Regions from separate parts of the Mustela erminea genome. Here region 1 is linked to region 2. Evidence: chromatin contacts called from public Hi-C data. All regions are on one chromosome and are shown on one strand. The core of a region is the stretch at or near the end of the contact, and the rest is flanking DNA. Distances in the headings are between cores, read along the strand shown. Region 1 holds the start of COPRS (coordinator of PRMT5 and differentiation stimulator). Region 2 holds the start of LOC116576910 (protein argonaute 12-like).

What was found. Hi-C and Micro-C count contacts between places; a contact is called where the count stands out from the background.
Region 1: a Hi-C map of skeletal muscle shows a contact between it and region 2, with 7 times the contacts expected there. The contact joins the promoter of COPRS here to the promoter of LOC116576910 in region 2. A contact is called at or near these places in 3 of 3 Hi-C or Micro-C datasets (fibroblasts, skeletal muscle and spleen).

The regions. Positions count from the first base shown.
Region 1 is chr18:21,411,710-21,414,490 of mMusErm1.Pri, reverse strand. COPRS (coordinator of PRMT5 and differentiation stimulator) reads left to right here and starts at 1,437. Exons shown (of 5, transcript XM_032321936.1): 1 at 1,437-1,611. The coding sequence starts at 1,513.
Region 2 is chr18:21,187,449-21,190,211 of mMusErm1.Pri, reverse strand. It overlaps LOC116576910 (protein argonaute 12-like), which reads right to left and starts at 1,414. Exons shown (of 6, transcript XM_032319470.1): 1 at 1,392-1,414. The coding sequence starts at 1,414.

The DNA.
Region 1 (2,781 bases), core at 188-2,687, 220 kb before region 2:
CTGATGGCGGGGCTCCATCCCAGGACTCCAGGATCGTGACTCGAGCCGAAGGCAGAGGCTCAACCCACTGAGCCACTCAGGTGCCCCAGGAAAAATTTTTATTTAAAATTATAAATTGAGTGTAGTTGACACAATGTGAACATCAGTTTCAGGTGTACAACACAGCCCATTCAACAACTCCATATGTTAGCTGCGCTCACCACAAGTGTAGCTCCCATCTGTCATCATACAAGTCCACTACAGTATCACTGACTATATTTCCTATACTGTAGCTTCTGTCCCCATAATTTATTCATTCCATGACTGTAAGCCTGGGTCTCCCACTGACCTTCAACTGTTCTGCCCATTCCTCCTGTACACTATGTTTTCAAATGTCTTATGGGTGACATTTTTTGAGGGAGATGAAGGAATAACCTGTCTAATGTCCCAAAAGATTGTCCTCGTGAGCAGGAATCCCCGTTTCTAACTTTCCTGCTACTTCATTGTTAAAATGATTATCACGCCCTGAGCAGGTTTGTTATGGAGAGTTCAGGCAGTCTGGGGGAAGGCAGGGAAGGGTGACTTTGGATTTGTCCCCAAGTCAGGACCTGCCCATCTGCTGCTGCCTTCTAGCCGCAGAGGGTCAGGCTTTGACAAAGGCATTAAAAAAAACAGGGCGCCTGGGTGGCTCAGTGGATTAAACCGCTGCCTTGGGCTCAGATCATGATCTCAGGGTTCTGGGATCGAGTCCTGCATCAGGCTCTGCTCAGCAAGAAGCCTGCTTCCTCCTTTCTTCTCTGCCTGCCTCTATGCCTACTTGTGATCTCTCTCTGTCAAATACATAAATAAAATCTTTAAAAAACAAAACAAAACAAAAACCAGGAAACCAGAATAAGCTACTGTGACAGCACAGAATGTTCAGGGTTATGGAGACTGTCGTATGGTGTGTGCACATTGTTTTCATCATCTGTCCTGATTTCTAATCCATTACCTTTATAAGAACTATCATAATTTAGGGTGGAGAATCCCCGGGCACATCCATTTGTGGGTCGGTTATGGTCCCATTCCAGCCTGAGTTCTACAAACACCTATGATGGAGAGTGAACTGAGGTTGGAGCTCAAATGCATTCAAACTTTTGAGAACTGAGCTTTGTAGACTTAGCAGGTAGACTCGGGTGATTGAATGACCTAACAGGAATTCGAGGTTCGGTGGCCGAAGCACACCCAGCGTGGTGGGGTAGGGATCCCTGCCGGCACCGCAGACCCAGCTAGCCATCAGCTGGGACGGGCACCGGCCGGAGCGACGAAAATCCGATCCCGGGACCCGTAGGTAGGAGGCTGAGGCTGTCGCGCGCGCCCCGCCTCTCCCGCGCCGCCCCGCCCCTGGCTTCCTCGTGACCTGGGTCCCGCCCCCCTCGGCCGCAGCACCCCCGGCTGATTGGCCCCTCCGCGGCGTATCCTCGGGCTGGCAGCCAGGCGGGCGCGTCACGTGGCCGAGCAGCGTCCAGGGCGCCGAGCCGCGGGCCGCCAGGCATGGACCGTCAGGCCGCCGGAGCCCGGGGGCCGGGGGCTGCTGAGCCGCCTCGGGGTCCGCCAGTGCCGAGCGCGCGGGAGTCGCCCCCCAGCCCGGGGGTGAGCGCGGCCGCCGGCAGCAGCGCGGGGCGGGAAGTTGCGGGGCTCGCTGGCCGGGCGAGGCGGGGCGAGGCGGGGCGAGGCGAGGCGAGGCGAGGCGGGGCGGGGGCCGTGGGGCCGGAGGAACGCCGTTTGGGCGCGCGCTGGCGCTGGAAACTGCCGGGCTGCGGCTGCCTAGGGCGTGGGAGGCGGCGGGGGAAGGCGAGCGGGGCGGGGGGGGGCGGGGGGGGCGGGGGGCGGGCCGGCCATCGCGGGGGCGCCTCTGCTTACTCGCTGAATGGGAGGTGATGCTGATGGCCAAGAACTGGGGGCCGCTGCCGGGGGCCTGGGCCGGGGCCAGGTGAGGGCTGCGAGCAGCGCGCTGTCCCCACTGGACTTGGGACCATGGGTGGGGATGCACGGCTCAACCTGAGCACCACATGACGTCTGAGGCGCGCTCTCCTTTTCTGTTTGCTGAAACCCAAGGCCCGGCTTGACGCAGGGGTTCCAGAAACTTGTTTTCATTTGCGCGCCAGACAGCTCCTGCTGTTTCAAAAGACCGTTATTACTGTCATCACCTGTCCCTGTTTACAGTCAGTCAGTCCTGCTGGATGGTGAGCTCCGTGAGGGTAGGAACCCTCTGCTGAGTGCTGTTAACCCGGCGCCTAGTGTCCTGCCGTGCCACGATAGACGCGGCTATTAATGGGAGAGAGGACAGGAAGACGCTGCTGTTAATGGGAGAGAGGACAGGAATGCTTGTTTAAGCATCAGAGATGGTACTAAACCCGAGTAAGATAACAAAAATGCAGTGATAGACATACACAAATTACTTTGGAGTGCGCATAGGATGATAGTGATTCCATCAGGATGTAGCAGGAAGGATGCGGGCTTTTCTCTCCAAGGGGACAGGTTGGTGGCGCCTGCAGAGGTGGGGAGCAAATGGGTGGGAGCTTCGGTGGCACAGCCTCAGGGCAAGGGGAGAGGACTATGCTCAACAGGTTGAGGGGTGATGATGGGTTGGTGTGAATGCCATGGCCAATTTTATGTGCCCACGTGGAGGGCTGTTGAAGATTTTTGAGCAGAGTGGTGGTTGATACTGTTAAGGCTGGGCAGGGTGGGTGAGTGGGGAGGGCAGGGACCTACCGCAGTGGTGCACATGAGAGATGCTGCCAGCTGACCTGTAGCCGTGAC
Region 2 (2,763 bases), core at 165-2,664:
ACGCGAGGGGCCCGACTCGACAGTTTCGAGTGCCTTCGTCCCAGTCACGCAGCCCTTCCCGCCCCCGAGCTCCAGTAATTTTCCCTTTTCCTCCTCTGACCGGTCGGAGCGGCTGCCGGCGCGTCCTCGCGCGAAGGCCGGCGCGGAGAGCCCCCTGCCGGCCACGCTGCTCCTAGGCCGTGTCCCCGTCCGGGTGGAGCTCTCCGGTGGCCGGCCTCAACCTCCCCATTTGGAACCCGGAGCCATCCAGACGCTTCCTGGGGCCTTGCGTGGCCAACCAAGATAATAAATGTAAAGCGCCAAGCGCAACGGTACCCCGCAGCGTGCTTTGTAGAGATGTTAATTTTGTGTTTTCTACCCATCCCCACCCCCTCTTCCAGTTGCCTGCAGACCACCTCTTCTCCTGGCTCTGCTTTCCGAAAACCCGATCTCCTTTAGCGGGACTGTGGGGAGGAAGGGTGGTAGAGAAAAACTGAGAGGGTCGGCGACAGCTTTCCCAAGATTGGAAAGGGGTCAGAAGTCAGCGGAATCCCCTTTGTGGGGAACTGCTGACCCACTCTCTCTAGAAACGCCAGGACGTCGGGGAGTAACTGCCTGTCTCATCTGAGAGTGATCTGGGGCATCCGCGGGCCTCTGCCAAGATGCCTACCCTCAAGATGGCCAGGATTCCAGGGAACATGGAGAAGGAAGTAAGAGGGAATGATGGAAAAGCCCAGATCACCACTGAGATGCAGTACCCCCTGCTTCTCTTCCGTTGGAGCTGGAGTCTGATTTAATTTAAAGAAAATCACGAGACATACCTGTTTGTGGCCTCATCTAGATATTGGCTATGTTCCTGTCTTTTTCTTGGCCTCACCAACCCAAAACATGCCTTAAAACCTCACTGTGATGGAAGAGAAGTGCTTTATCTGCTCAGTTGGCCAGCTCCCTCCATGCAGGGGAGAGTCTGGGGCTGGACAGACAGAAGTGCCGGAGCTGGAGCTCCCAGGAGAGAGCAGCTTTGGGAGGGATGGAGGGCAGATGGTGGCCAGGTGTGGGCAGAGGTGCTCAGTGCTGAGGCAGGGTGAGCAGTGGGCCCCAAGTGTCTGTAATCCCTGTTTTGTGGGAGCCTAGGATTAGAAGGGAAGAAAGAGGAAGATGCACTGACATTGCTGGGGATGCTGCCGGTGCTAGAGGGGGCCTGGGGTTCATGCTCTGCTTTTTCTTCCCCTTTTATTGCTCTCTCTAAATCTGACAAACCCTTTGGATCTCGGAGCCTGGAGGGGCCTGGAGGAGCCGGTGCCCTGGGGGGATGAAAGGGCAGGGATGTAATGGGTTTACCCCAGTGCTGATCCCAGAGAAGCCTGCAGAAGATTAAGATTTGCTCCCTGAGCTTGAAATCTCCCTGCTACCCCCTGACCACATCAAAGCGCATGGCCGTAGGGGGCACCTAATCCCATCAATGGAATCAAAGCTGGACTAGAAAAGAGATTCTGCGGAGTTTGTGGCAGCTCACTAGACAAAGTTAGATGCTGGGCTCTGGCCTCCTCCACTGGGAGTGACATCCCCCAAAAGATCCAGAGCCAGTCCACAAGCAGACAGGGGCTGTCCTTGAGGGGGCCACAGTGGGAAGGTCAACCCCAAGGACTAGAGAAGCTGGGCACTGGGCTGGGGCTGGTCTGCATCTCACAGTTCCTCCAAGCTGTACTTTGAGCCAAGTGCTTTCACCGTGACACACCCGTGTCCCCAAGCACAGCGCTCCTGTGTGTGACAGGTAGAAAAAAAATGTGATGTGTATTTTTCAATGTCAATGTCATGAATATCGTCACAATGATGGAAAAAAATGGTTAGTGAGAAGGTTCACAGCCAAGTATTAAGTCTCTACTATTAGAAAAGGTATTCCGAGGGGCACCAGGGTGGCTCAGTTGTTAAGCGACTGCCTTTGGCTCAGGTCATGATCCCCCGGTCCTGGGATCGAGTCCTGCATCGGGCTCCCTGCTCAGTGGGAATCCTGCTTCTCCTTCTCCCACTCTGCCTGCTTGTGTTCCCTCTCTGGCTGTCTCTCTCTCTCTCTCTCATCAATAAATAAGTATGCTGATATGGCCAAAATGGGGACAGTAAGTTAGAAAGACATACCTTCCAACCATCTTTATAGAAACATTGTCTAAGGGCAGTGACTTTCAAACTTCTAGTCATGCCCCATGGTAGGAAATATCTGTACCTATTTATGTATATAAAATGTCTCATGAAACAATTCTTATGCACATGACAGTTTTCTTGTCCTAGCCCATTCTGTTCCCCTCCCCCCAAAAATGCTACTCGCAAGCTGTTAAAATGGCTTTGACTATCCACTCATGTACCTCCGGCAATTTGAAAACTACCGCCTTCAAGAATGTGCCCAGATGAGCTAGCTCTCAGTGAGAAATTTCTAGGTGCCAAGACCCTTGGCTTCTCCTTAGGTTCTCACACTGACCCTTAGATGGGTATTATCATTGCCCACATTTTGTAGATGGCATTATGTGCCAGGGTCGCCACAGTGAAGTACAGGCCTGAGAGCAGCCCCTCTCTGCCCAGTTCCTTCCTGGTATGGTGCACCTTCCATCAGCTGCTCTGGGGAAGCAGCTCAGAAAAGCCCAGCAGCCAGGGTCATTCATGCTACCTTTGCTCTTCTCCCACGGTAGTCTGTCTCTCCAAGACTGCTCCGTGCTTCTGCTCTTTTTGCACCCCCTCCCCCACAGATGACCCCTCGGAGTCAGGCTCTTTAGCAAGCCAGCCTCAGAGCCC